Regions from separate parts of the Rattus norvegicus genome. Here region 1 is linked to region 2. The links are chromatin contacts, called in public Hi-C maps. All regions are on one chromosome and are shown on one strand. The core of a region is the stretch at or near the end of the contact, and the rest is flanking DNA. Distances in the headings are between cores, read along the strand shown.

The links. Hi-C and Micro-C count contacts between places; a contact is called where the count stands out from the background.
Region 1: a contact with region 2 is called in a Hi-C map of Schwann cells, with 4 times the contacts expected there. The contact joins the enhancer-like site here to the promoter of Vav1 in region 2. A contact is called at or near these places in 3 of 12 Hi-C or Micro-C datasets (the A7r5 cell line, Schwann cells and frontal cortex).

Annotation. Positions count from the first base shown.
Region 1 is chr9:2,300,575-2,307,537 of GRCr8, reverse strand. No RefSeq gene overlaps it. Among named protein-coding and RNA genes, the nearest start is that of Adgre1, 25 kb to the left of the region's middle. Within about 2 kb of position 3,812, at least 3 of the 93 cell types and tissues checked have an H3K27ac peak or open chromatin away from gene starts, as enhancers often do. A contact at or near this core is called in Schwann cells, where this site is marked.
Region 2 is chr9:2,243,370-2,250,260 of GRCr8, reverse strand. Vav1 (vav guanine nucleotide exchange factor 1) reads right to left here and starts at 1,306. Exons shown (of 27, transcript NM_012759.2): 1 at 1,046-1,306. The coding sequence starts at 1,249.

The DNA of each region.
Region 1 (6,963 bases), core at 2,563-5,062, 55 kb before region 2:
AGACAAGCAAGAGGCATAGGGACAAAAGGGAACGGCTCTAACAATTAATCCTCGGGTTGGGGATTTAGCTCAGTGGTAGAGCGCTTGCCTAGCAAGCGCAAGGCCCTGGGTTCGGTCCCCAGCTCCGGAAAAAAAAAAATTAATCCTCTACTTTATCCCCTGCTGTTTCAGAATGAGGTGCTAAATGCCAGAGACTGCAGTTTCTGGCCTCAGAGGAACACAGAAGGAGGGTCAGTTACAGTAGCAAAGCATAGTGACTTAGACATAGATAAGTAAATCACCTACAGTAACATAGTAACTTAGACTTAGATAAGTAAACTTATTATTATACAGCAACCCAGTCTTACCCTCCGCTGACGCTCTTTCCCTTCCGCTGCCTCAAAAAGAACTAACAGGAGAAAGACTAATGCAGGAGCTGGCCCCCCAACAGGGGTGCATGCAAACTTGAGTGCACATACACAGACCAACTTTAATCTTCTCCATCAAACAACATCCACTGTCTGTTTTAATGTATTTGTCATTAGTTCTTTAAGAATTTCCTACATGTGTGCTTGTGTATTCTGATCACATTCACGACTGCCACCTGCTCCCCCTCTCCCCAACTCTTTTTATCCACCCACCATTATCAACTTCGTGCCCTCCTTGTTGGTTGGTCTTCTAACCTCCTAAGTCAAATTTGTGCAGCTTCAGGTGTTTTCTCAAGATGGGGTCTCTCTCATTACCCTAGAATCCACAAATAGAAACATGAGTCTCATGTTTGTGGGGCAAGCACTAGACCAGCTGCGCCATCCTTCTTACCCAACAAAGCTTCAGGAAAAGCACAACCATCCAGAGATACCGGTTTCTAATTCGGGCTTCAAAAAGATCCAGGCTCTGTGTACAACCTGTGCCTCAATCCCACCATCCTCCTCTCTACCTCCCTTGCTAATTCTACTTCAAACCACACAGACCATTTGAGTATTTTGTTTCTTTCTACCCACTGTGTGATGCACCCCTTAGTAATTTGGTACGCATATTGTGAGTGAAATGAACTCTTGAGGCAGCATCCCCCTCTCCTCCATTTCCTTGTTCATTCTTATTTATTTATTTATTTATTTATTTATTTATTTATTTATTTATTTATTTAAATGTGTCTACTGCCACCATGTGCATACGGAGGTCAGAGGTCAGCTTTCAAGAAATGGTTCTCACCTTCTACCATATAAGTCCCAGAGGTCGTCGAACTTAGGTCATCAGAAATTGACAAGTGCATTCACTACCGAGCCATCTCCAGCCCCGCCAACCCACACCCATTTGGTGGGAGAGGGGTGGATTTGTTTTGGTTTTTGGTTTTTGGTTTGGTTTGGGTTTTGGGTTTTGTTGTTGTTTTCTTTTTCGGTTTGGTCTGGTTTGGTTTGGTTTTGGTTTTGGTTGGTTGGTTGGGGGGGATGTTATTTGGTTTTTGGATTTTGGTTTTTTGAGACAGGGTTTCTCTCTGTAGCCCTTGCTGTCCTGGAACTCACTCTGGAGACCAGACTGGTCCCACAGGCATGCACCTGCCCCTGCCCCTGCCCCTGCCTCCCAAGTGCTGGGATAAAAGGTCTATGTCACCACAGCCAGCCTAAGTTTTTATTAATGCATAAACTGCTCATAGTAGCCGAACCTTGTGGTGCAGAGTTAGAAAATCTCAGCTACTCAGGAGGCTGAGGCAAGAGAATAATGAGTGCAAACCCAGCCTTGATCTGCTACACAGAGAGACTCAGGCTTACGATAAGGGAGTGAGGGGAGTAACCTGGGGAGTCAGACTCAGTAAGTGTTTACTGAGTGAGCTCTGCACACCCTAATTTAAAAGTCTGGGTATAAGATGGAGAGAAAAAAAGAAAAGGGGAGGCCCGGAAACCGGGAAGGGGAATAACAATCAAAATGTAAATAAGAAATACTCAAGTTAATAAAGATAAAAAAGAAGAAGAAGAAGAAGAAGAAAAGAAAAGGGGAAATTTGAAGATGCAGCAAAGGCTGACAAGGCTCATTATGAAAGAGAAATGAAAACCTACATCTCCCCCAAAGGGGAGACCAAAAAGAAGTTCAATGACCCCAATATACACAAGAGGCCTCTTTCGGCCTTCTTCTTGTTCTGTTCTGAGTACTGCCCCAAAATCAAAGGTGAGCATCCTGGCTTGTCCACTGGTGATGTTTCAAAGAAACTAGGAGAGATGTGGAACAACACTGCCACAGATAACAAGCAGCCCTATGAGAAGAAGGCCGCCAAGCTGAAGGAGAAGTATGAGAAGGATATTGCTGCCTACAGAGCTTAAAGGAAAACCTGATGCAGCAAAAAGGGGGTGAGGGTAGAGGTGGTCAAGATTGAAAAGATCAAGAAAAGGAAGATAGAGGAAGATGATGAGGATGAAGAAGATGAGGAAGAGGAAGAAGATTAATAAGTTGGTTCTAGCTCAGTTTTTTTTCTTGTCTATAAAGCATTTAACCCCCTTGTACACAACTCACTGCTTTTAAAGAAAAAAATTGAAATGTAAAAATAAAATAAAAGTCCGGGTACGGAAACGAAGCTTTGTATTCTGTCCTGGACAGGGAGAGGTGTGGAGGGATCGGTGTATCCCCAAGGCCCGCTGACTGGCCAGCCTACTTAGTGAACTCCAGGCCTGTGGAAGAACCTGTCCCAAAAATAAGGCTTAGAAGGAGACAGGAAGACTGTAAGAGCCAGAGGCCAGGCATGACCAAAGCAGGACCCCAGCACTCATGAACTCCAGCAGCTGCGGCTGCTGCTTACGATCAGCCCAGTCCACCTTGCAGCAAGTGGAAAGACTAATAAGTCCACCCTGAAGAGCTAGACAAAAGGAAAGGCAGGTTTTTAAACTCTGTCCCTGACCCCATAGGCTGACCAGGCTCCAGTGGATAGCCACGTACCAAGGACTCATGGACATCCCAAATTGGACTGGATGGGCTATTTTAAATTTAAAAAGAGGCATGACATTGGAAGAAGATTGGGATGACAGTGAGTCTGAGGAACATACACAGTTGAACCCAGGGACCATATCACTCATGGACACTAGGTGACAGCACACCACTGCAAGTGAATGCTGTGTGCTTAGGCCCCATAGAAATGAAACAAGGGCCTCTCAGCGACACAGACAGGGAAACACAGCTCGCTGGAGTCCTAAGGACAAAACGGCTCTATGCCTGACTTCATTGTATGAAATTCCACTAGTACACATAGTAAAATTCCTTTTACACATTTCTCTTTTAAAAGACAAAATAAAATTGTCCAAAGACCAATTCAACAAATGAAGCTCAGAAAGAAATCACTACAGATCCAAAAATATGTTTTAAACATTTTTTAAGAAAAATACGTAACAATAAATTACTGAGGGATAGGGCTGTGAGATGGTTCCGCAAGTAAAGGAGCTTGCCACTAACCCTAACGACCTGAGTTCAATCCCTAAGACCTACATGGTAGAAAGAGGGAACTGACTCCTGCAAGTTGTCCTCTGGCCTCCGCATGCTCCTGTGAAATTCACGCACGGTGCACTCACACACACACACAAATCAAATAAATGTAATAAGAAACTAAAAATAAGTTGAAAACACCACATCATCCCGGTAGTGCTGCTGTTCATTCCTTCTAGAAGGCTGAATGGAGGTACCAGAAATACCAGGGTCCCTTCCTGGATGCCTCTCTGAACTCATACACATAGATTTGTGAGCAAACACGCGTGTGCACACCCACAAACTCAATTTCTTCCCCCTTTCCTCCCCCCACTTGCCCGCCAGCGACCCGCCCAGCTGCAGACGTTGTCATTATCGCACATGTCCACCAGGGGGTGATCGTGCCTTTAATTTCCAGCTATCTGCCTTGGACCAGGCCTGCTTGGATATCCGCCTCTGCGTTTTAACTTGTATCTGATTTCCCACATCTTCGTCTTTTTAAATCATTAAAACAGCTAAGGGGGAGTATTTTGAGGATTGTCCTAGTCTCTGATGCTATAATAAAATATCCCGACAAAAAAAGGGGAGTTTTGGAGAGCTAGGGGTTGAGTTTACAGTTCTAGAGTATAGTCCATCTTGGTGGGGCAATTATAACAGACACCTCAAACAACTGGTCACAGGACAACCACAGTCAAGAAGGAAGAAATGAAGGCCAGCTTACTCATTTACACACAGTTCTGTATCCCTGCCTAGGGAATGATGTGCCCCACTGTGGGCTGGTTCTTCCCACATCACTTAACATAGTTAAGACAATCCCCCACAGACCCTACAGGTCAACCTGTAGACAGTCACTGCAGCAAAACCTAGCCTGCACCACAGAATACAAACTTCTGCCGCCCTGAGCCTTAAAGACAGAGTGAGCACTCTGGGAATGGCTGGAATTGCTCCAAGAGCAAATTCATGATCTCTAACTCCTCAACATCACATGATTCAGCCTCTCCTTCTCATGGAAAAGCCATGGGAAAGGGCAACCTTCTGTTGTCATGGTTCTTGTGATGGTCAAACTTGACTTGAACTTGAATCGGCTGAGACACATGCTTCTGGGGGAATCTACGGGGGAAGGGCCTCCTAGACAGTGGCTGGCAGCTTCCAGAGAGGGAAATGTTATTGGGTTTCAGCCTGTTCTTGCCCCTTCCTGGAGAGCACATCCACTCTGTTGCTGCCTCTGTGTTGTTCCTACAATCCTTATCTAACATAGATTGAAGACCTGGTACCCTCCAGAAACCACCGCCCTGCCCCCAGGCCTTCAGATCTGGACTTTGCCGCACCACCTCATAGACTGAGCTGTTCCCCGGTTCTCAGCCTCCGTAGCACACAGGCAGCCCAAGCTGCATCATATAAGCCAGACTAATAAATCTCTCCTTGATATCTATTGATTCTATCAGTCCTGTTCCTCTAGTGCAGAACTCTAATGCAGTTCTTGATACCTGTGAATCCATTGGCTCTCCCTACGGTGAAGGCAGACCCCTCAGACATGACAAGCATTTCATACCAGACTCCTGTGCCATAGTCTATCCTTGGCCAAGTGTGTGAATAAGGCAATGCTTGGGCATTGGCTTTCCTGAGAGAGAACCAGGGAGTGCCGTGGCCTCTGTTAGTCACTAGACCAGTAGTTCTCGACCTTCTTAAAGCTGTGACACTTTAATTCAGTTCATGTTGTGGTAGTCTCCCACCATAAAATTATTTCATTGCTACTTTATAACTGTAATTTTGTTACTGTTAGGAATTGTAATGTAAATATCTGATATGCAGGATATTCTGATATGCGACCCCTGTGAAAAGGTCATTCGACCCCCCAGAGGGGTGGTGACCACTGTACTAGGGTGCTGAGACCACAGATTAGCCCTGAGACTCAGCTTTTTTAGTGTGTGTGCTGTGTAGAATACATTCACACCTGTAACACCCGCACGTGCAGATGCTCATAGTATCACCGGTATGGAGGCTACAGGAGGCTAACACTCCCCACTTTGCCCCAACACTCTTGCTGAACCCAGGGCTTGGCTGACAGCCCAGACATCCTCCTGCACAGGGTTGGTTGTTACAGGCGCACATGGCCAAGCCCAGGAGTTTACTGGGTTCTGGGGATTCAAACTCAGGTCCTCATGTTTGTGCAGCAAGAATTCTTAACCTCTGAGCCATCTCCCAGACACGTCATGATGCTGTGCCTTCAAAAAAGTATAACCCCTGACTCTCTGGTAATGTACAGTGAATTTTCCAGGGGTTGAGATGACCTCCAAGTCCATTATGTCTCAACCACCTTCTCCACTGCCCAGGAAACTGGACCTAATATTGGGCCATGGGGATGTTCAATACAATGGCGCCTTCCTGAATAATGTACACTCTGAAGCCCTGTCCCATCCCTGGCCACCCACACTAGCTGTTCTTCTATTTGAGCTTGGTAAAGGTGATCCAGGCTGATCAAAAGAAATCCACCCAAAAAGGCAATTTCTTGGCTCTTGCCCTGGCCCTAAAGTACCGCAGGTAAAGTCTGACAGACAGAGGTCAGGGCCTGGGGGCAGAGCGTGGAGGGTGTCATGTAAATGATGGGAAAGTTCTGGAAAGTGGGCATTGATCCTGGAGTCATGAATACACTTAGCAATAGTTAAAACACTCAAAACGGCAGGTACGGTAGACTGCATGCTGTGTTTAACCACAATCTTAAAAATAAAGTCTATTCAATAAGAAAGAGACACCAAGGCATGAATAATATATGTTAAAAAAGAATCAGTCTGATGCACAGGCTTTTCTGAAACAAAATGAACAGAGCTAAGGGGATGGGGCTCACGAGGCCCCGCCCCTTCCTGGGCTTGATAGAGTTGACAGTTGGGAGGGGAGGGGCTCACGAGGCCCCACCCCTTCCTGGGATTGATAGACAGTTCAAGGTCTCCGGGGACGGGACACACATTTCTTCAGGGGTGTAACCACAGTCAGTGGCCCACACTCCTGTGACAGTCTCTCCTCTCAACCCTGATGGAGTTCAGTGTTCTATCAAAAACTAGACGTGGAAGTAGAAGGTACTGCGTAGGAAAAGAAAGGGATCAGCAGGAGTGGAAGGAGGCAAGAGAACATGACAGAGGATATGATCAAAATAAATAGTACATATATGGAAATGTTATAAGAAAACCCATTACTAGGCTTCAGTAATAGTCACTATTAAAAACATGCAAAAAGGGGCTGGGGATTTAGCTCAGTGGTAGAGCGCTTACCTAGGAAGCGCAAGGCCCTGGGTTCGGTCCCCAGCTCCGAAAAAAAAAGAACCAAAAAAAAAAAAAACATGCAAAAATAAACAGAAGTCTGAAGCCAAAAGAACAGACGACAGATGGCATAGACAGGAGAAAATGAGCTACGGTCTGAGGTGGTAAAGAGATGGAATTCTATCCCCCAAGTCCATCCACACCCCAAATAGGGTACCATGAGAAAAGAGATTTCTCTGTGCTGGAGGAAGCTGGGGCTCAGTGGATAGAGCTCTCATCTGGCATG
Region 2 (6,891 bases), core at 57-2,556:
TGGGGGATTGCTGCCTCACTGACAACCCCAGAAATATCCTAGAGACCCCAGCAGGCCATTCTTAAAGTAACTTCCTCCTTCAACTCCATCGGATCCCTCACATGAGGGAAAAGACCAGGCTCCAGTCCCGTTGACCATCATTTCCAAGGACAGCCTCCTGGGACTTGTACAAACAGGCTGTGCAGGACTGGCAGTCTGAGGGCAAGAGGACAGATGTCACTTACACCAAGGCTGTGTCCTTCAGAGCCCAGGGCAAGGCCATGTTCCCTTAGATATGACTATGTCCTTCACACCCCATGGTAAAGCTTTGTGTCCCTTTAACTTGAACCTATACTTCCATTTCTAGGGCTATCAGGCCCCCCAAAACCCCAGCATCCCTGGGAAAGCAGACAAGAGAATACAAAGCCACCAGTCACCTTTCACCACCACCTTAGCCACATTCAAATAAGGATTTGAATACATTTCCTAAGCTCACCAGGGCATAGTCTGACCATGCCTCCGTCCACCTGAAGCATGGAGAATGCAGAAAGTCGGGGTCACCCAGGACCTTTTTAGGATCCTAGGCCTGGGCCCTGCATTCAATGGGCCCTTCATGAAATGGATAGAGTTAGGATGCCACGGGGTCTCACATTGCAGCCCCCAGCGCTCCATGCCACACAGCACAAAGGCACGACAGGAAATGGAGGTGAAGGAAGATGTGAGGAGGAAGGAGTGGGGGGGGGGGGAGAGACAAAAGAGGCGGAAGAGGAGGAGCCACCCACGGTGGAGGAGAAACTGAAGGCCTCTTTCTTCAATGCTTGAATCTGGTGCTCCAACCTCATGCACCCTCTTGGCTAACTACAAGGAGGCCTCTTAGGACCCCTTAATTTAAATGGATCTAAACAGAGTCAGCTGGGGATTAGGGAAATTTCCCAGGACAGACACAAGGCAACCAAGAGTCTACAAACCTACCCAGAGCTCTGTTCTGCTCAACACCTCCCCTTAGCCAGAGCCAGACCTCCCCATCTCCATCCAGCCATGCCCTGCCATCACCCGGCAGACTTACCTGGGACATCTGGGGCCACAAGTTAACTTCCCGCAGATTGATGGCGTGGGGGAGCAGGTTGTTAAGCAGTTGACACAGGAGGACACCATCCCGCAGTGCCTGTGCCAGCTCACACACCTGGGCCCCCTCCCAGGTCACACGGTGGCTGGGAGGCAGCACCCGACACTGGATCAGCCAGTGGGTGCACTGTCGCCAGAGCTCCATAGTGGCTGCCTGCCTCTCCCTTGGCCCCTCGGGGAGGCCCCGTGCACCCTCGTTCCTTCACCACCGCTGCTGCCTGCCCCAGTGGGGACAACTACAACACCACTTCCTCTTCTATGACTGTAACTGTCGCCCCGGGGTGGGGGTGGGGAGGAGCCGTGGGGCGGAGGGGAGCATCTGCAGTTCCACCCTCACACCTTCCCCTCACTAGTGTGACCTTCCCCTTCTCCACCCACATTGAGCAGACCTGGGCACCTGCACTACCTCATCCAGCTGTAGGCACATAGGCTGTCACCTCCTCTGTCTTCTCCTGGTCCCCTGTCTATGGCCCTGTTCTCTCACAGTCTGTTGCCCCTGCAGCAGCCAAAGGGGACCATTGAACACTGAGTCAGGTCTCGACTATTCTTCCACCACCCATAACCTTTCTGGATCCACCTTCCTTCTTCCACAGGGTCAAAACCCAAGTTCACCCTGCCCCACCCCCGCCAGCCTCTTCTCTCTCTGTCCTTCACTCCCTCCTGCCCCAGAGCCTTTGCACTTGTACCCACCACACTAATTCACTCCGTCGTTTCCTATGTCACTGACTACTGAGTGCTCAGCCATGCGTGGAACATCTCCGCTGCCACCCCAAGGCTTGGAAGAAGGGATAGAAAGTAGGTAAGAGTAGGGGGGGGGGGTTGGGGATTTAGCTCAGTGGTAGAGCGCTTGCCTAGGAAGCTCAAGGCCCTGGGTTCGGTCCCCAGATCAAAAAAAAAAAAAAAAAAAAAAAAAAAAGAGAGAGAGTAGGGTGGGGGATGAAGCGCTGTCTCCATGCCATGCCATGGCCACTGTGCTCATGAACTCAGTGCAGTTGTGGTGGCAGCACAAGATCAAACCAGGAAGGAGCCAACTGCCCACAGGCAGCAGTAATGGGCGCAGCGCGTTAAAAAAGAGCAAGTAAGTGGGGACAAGGTAGAGAGTCCACTCTCATCGGGAGTGCTTGGGGAAAGTCAGAGGGGGGGGCTGACGGTGGGAAGAACCAAGATAGCCTGTTAACATGTAGGAAATTACCAACGGATATAACTATAGTAAAATTAGAAAATATATTCTACTTTAAAGGCCATTTTTTACTTTTATTACATTTTATTTTCTCACTTTGTGTGTGTGTTGTGTGTTGTATGTGTGTATGTGTGAATGTACATGTGGGGCACAGTACATGTGTGGAGGTCAAAGGACACATGAGGGAATAGGTTCTCTTTCCACCACTCAAACCCCAGGGATTGAACTCAGATCATCAGGCTTAGCAGCAATCACCTTTGCCCACAGAGCCCTCTCACCTTTCCTTTTTTCCTTTAAACTTGTGTTGTGAATACCATGCGCCAGTGTGCTGCACGAGCTTGTGTACATTCATGCATGTGTGTGTGTGATGCACACACACTTTGGCGTGTGTGTTGAGGTCGCAGGACAACCTCAGTGTAAGTCCCCTCTTCCACTTCACTTAAGGTAGAGCCTCTCTTGCTCATGGGCTAACCGCTCCTGGCTAGCTGGTCTCTGAGCTTCCAGAATTGTCTCTGCCCTCATTTCATCTTAGGAACACTGAGAATAAAGAGCACAGACTACCTCCTCCTTCTTTAATTTTGCCCTGGGGATTTGAACTCTTGCCCTCTCATTTGAGTAGCAAGCATTTGACTGAACCATCTCCCCAGCCTCCGAATGTCTTTTTTTCCCCTTAAGTCTTCCTAAATTTTTTTTCTTTTTTCTTTTTTTTTTTTTCTTTTTTTTTTTTTCTTTTTTTCGGAGCTGGGGACCGAACCCAGGGCCTTGCGCTCGCTAGGCAAGCGCTCTACCGCTGAGCTAAATCCCCAACCCCAAGTCTTCCTAAATTTTAAGCGCAGCCCTCCTCCACCTTTCCCTACTTTTTTCCTTCAAACTCTGACTGCCCAACAAACCTGACACTTATACTATAACCCACCTTTCCTGCTACGAGTTCTCCTCCGAGTCAAGGCCACCACTGATCTTCCCTGTTATTTATTAATTCATTTGTTTAACAAATATTTACTGCTCTTCTGACCTTAGCTTATCAAGAGCTAAAATGACCTTGGTAAGGAAGCCTCTCCCTGACTTAGCCCACCAGGTTCCAAGCCGCTCCGTTAGCACGTCACCTTTTATCCTTACGGCCACTAGGCGGCGCTGGACGGCTTCGCTGGACCAGCCTGAATCTGATTTACATACTGAGGATATGGGTAGACGTGGGCACAAGCTGGAAACCTCCCTTTTGCAACCCTACAGACAGGACAATTTCCATCCCCTATTTTTGGCATCTGTGACTTCCTATGTGTCCTCTCCCGCTTCTGTAAACTGTGTAACAATTTCTTTTCTTTGCACGCAGTTAGGGTAGGAGATTATTGGGGAAGAACACGCAGTTTAAAAAAAAAAAAAAAAAAAAAACCGGAGGGGCGAGCTGGAGAGCGCCCACTAGGTTTCCAGATTCCAGTTCCATCCCCAACAGTCCCAAGTTGAGGTACATTTGCATGAATGGCTTAGCTCCCCTCTTCTCGTGCTTCAGTCTCTCCATTGAGAAAATGGGGGTGAATTGTACCTATCTCATTCTTAGGAGGATGTATGTGAAAATTAAGCCGTTGAGACAGAACAAGCAAGCCGAATTGTCTTGGTTTACCGTAGGTGTTCAATGAATGCTGCGGCTAATATATAGACTTCTTTTTTTTTTTTTTTTTTTTTGGTTCTTTTTTTTCGGAGCTGGGGACCGAACCCAGGGCCTTGCGCTTCCTAGGCAAGCACTCTACCACTGAGCTAAATCCCCAACCCCATATATAGACTTCTAAGAATCTCATGCAAGAGCCCAGACTGACCTTGAACTTAGCAATGTACCTAAGGCTGAGGTTGAAATCCTAATTTCTGCGTGCTGGCTCAGCGCTCTACCCACTGAGCCCCTGCCGCAGCCTAATAAGCTTTGTACAACGTGGCCTATTAATAAACGTAGTATTGCCTCTCTTTCCGCAAATTCCCAACCCTCAACTTCCTCTAACTCTTCTCCAGGCATCAGGATGGAACCCCACCCCCAACCTGAGAAACCATCTCCTCTTTCCTCATCTTGGTCCCAAAATCCAGCCTGATCCCATCTTTGGTAGAAGCTGTGGCCTTTCGCACACGTTTCTCAATTCCAAACCGGGGCGGGGTGGAGGGGCGGGCCTTCATGTGCAGGTTTAATGCCACTGCCCCAGGGCTGCCCTGAACTGACTTGGATCCCTGGGGATTTGGAGAGACACCCTCAACTCGGTCAGGGAGACATGACATGCGGTAAAAGTCAGTCTAGAGCTTGAGGCTGGGCTTCGAGGGCTGGGCTTCCTTCAGTGGGCAGGGCGCTCTATCTGGTCAGTCCTAGGCACCACATAAACCAAATATACCTGTCATAATAAACCACATAAACCTGTCATTCCAGCACTCAGGATGTGGAGGCACAAGGATCAGGAATCTAAGCCATCGTCGGATACATACCTGAGTGCTATAAAGGAGCTGAGAGAAGGGAGACGGGGGTAAAAAGAAAAAAGAAGGAAAGAGTAAAAATCGTTCTAGTTCCCAAACTACAGCACTAGTGGGGCGTGGCCGTGAGGAGGCGGGGCGCCTATCCCAAGAGCGGGACTGTAAGGACCACTAGAAGATGTCAAGGAAGAGGAATCTATAGAGAACAAGATAAACACGCGCGCGCGCACACACACACACACACACACACACACACACACACACACACACACACACACACACACACACGTTCACGTTCATAGGGAGCACGGCCACCGGCGCCGACAGGTCCCAGGACGTTTCTATGGAGGCGGGGCCGGAAAGAGAGGGCCTCGATGGGGCGGAGCTTGTAGGGGTGGGGCCAAGGGCTGGGGCTGGGCTCCAGCCAGGTAAGGGCAGGCGAGGGCATGTCCCAGTGTGGACATTTTGCTTCTCAGCCGTTGAGCCTCTAGGTTGTGTCCCGTCGGATCACCAGAGTCCTGTGCAGATGAGTTAGATCCCTGGGTTCCTACTGGTCAGGGTGGAGTCATCAGCCCCTAGGGAGAACCTGAGGATCCATCCAAGACAGTCTGCGGGGGCCGGAATAAGTCTCCAAGTGAGTAGTCACGCGTCATGGGTGTCCGGAAACCCGGGTGTGTCTTAGGTGGCCCTCGCGCAGCTCCCAGCGTGTTTCCTGCTCTCTGCGGAAACTCTCTTGGCTTCCACTTTCGTGTGCGCCATCGCAAATCCGGATCTGCCCCTCCCTCCCTGGCTGGCTCCAAAACCCTTCCTAAACTCGCCTGTGGTCACTGGCTAAAATGGGGCGCGCCCCTTACTGCGTGCTCTCCCCTCCTGGCCTTCTTTTCTGTCTCCTCCTCACCCACATCAGCACCTTGGTCCTGTGAAAAGATCAAGAACAGCCCGTCTAACCACCTCACTCTTCACCCGCGGTACCACAGCACTCAGGCATCCCAAAACTTCACCGAGCTGCCTCCGCTCCCAAGTTATCACCTCCTTTCATACTTAAAGAACACCAGCCCCCGGGGCTGGCTAGATAGCTCAGCTGATAGAGGCGCTTATCCCTAAAGCCTGCTAGCCTGAGTTCCGTTCCCTGGAACGAAGATGGGAGGAGAAAGCCTTCTCCACAGATTTGACCTCTGACCCCTATCCTCGAACCTTGGCATTCCCAGTCTATCATTTAAATTAATTTACGTATAATTTAAATTAATTTAAATGTGGTGTATTTAAATTAAAAAAATAAGCTTGCTCCTCTAACCTTCCTTATCGAATTTTACTGTTTCGACTTAAACCAGGAGGCACCATTAGAAATTATCGTTCATCTGTTTGTTGGTTGTTGGTTGTAGCTGGGATTGGGGTAACTGAGGCTCCAGGAACAGGCACAGTAGGTCTTCAACATCAGTCCAGTGTCAAAAGAGAGACCCAAGCCCCAGCTGTACACAGATGCAGTAGACCCACAGACCTCCCTCAAGTTTGCCTGATTCCCCTAGCCCCCACCCTCCCCTACCCAAATAAATTATTCCCCAAAAAGCGCAGAGGATGACTGAGGACTTCATTGATTGAGCTCTCCAAACTTGAACTAGAGTTTGCTCCTGCCTCGACCCCATTCCTCAGTTAGTTACTGGAGAAACCGTTCAGGACCATGAGTGGGGGGAGGGGGATGCCCAGGTTTCAAACAGGAAGGTATGCTCGAGTTCTGGAGCATACCTGGCTTTAGGTATGCAGCCCCTGCAGTGTTTCCTCTTGCCCCACCCACTCCCAGGGCACAGATCTCAGCTGAGGTCGCCTTCCCCCCCCACTCCACTCCCTTTCAGGAAATAGTGACTCAGGAGGCCAGAATCCTGCTGCACACCTCTCCCAAAGCCTAGGCCTGGGTCACTTCTAGATTCCAAGACTTCTAGGTGGAATCTGGAGATAGGTAGACAGACAAACAGGCAGACACACACACAGCCCTCCCACCCAATATAGTTTTTCTTACAGATAATTAAGACATGGGCTGAAGCTTGTAAAATAATGTCTAAGACCTAAAATCTAACTATAATACACTAACAAAATCCCCAAATACATGGAGAAACTCAAAATGTAAAAGTGTAGTCTCTAACACAGATGGGAGGCAGGAGGGCCGGGCC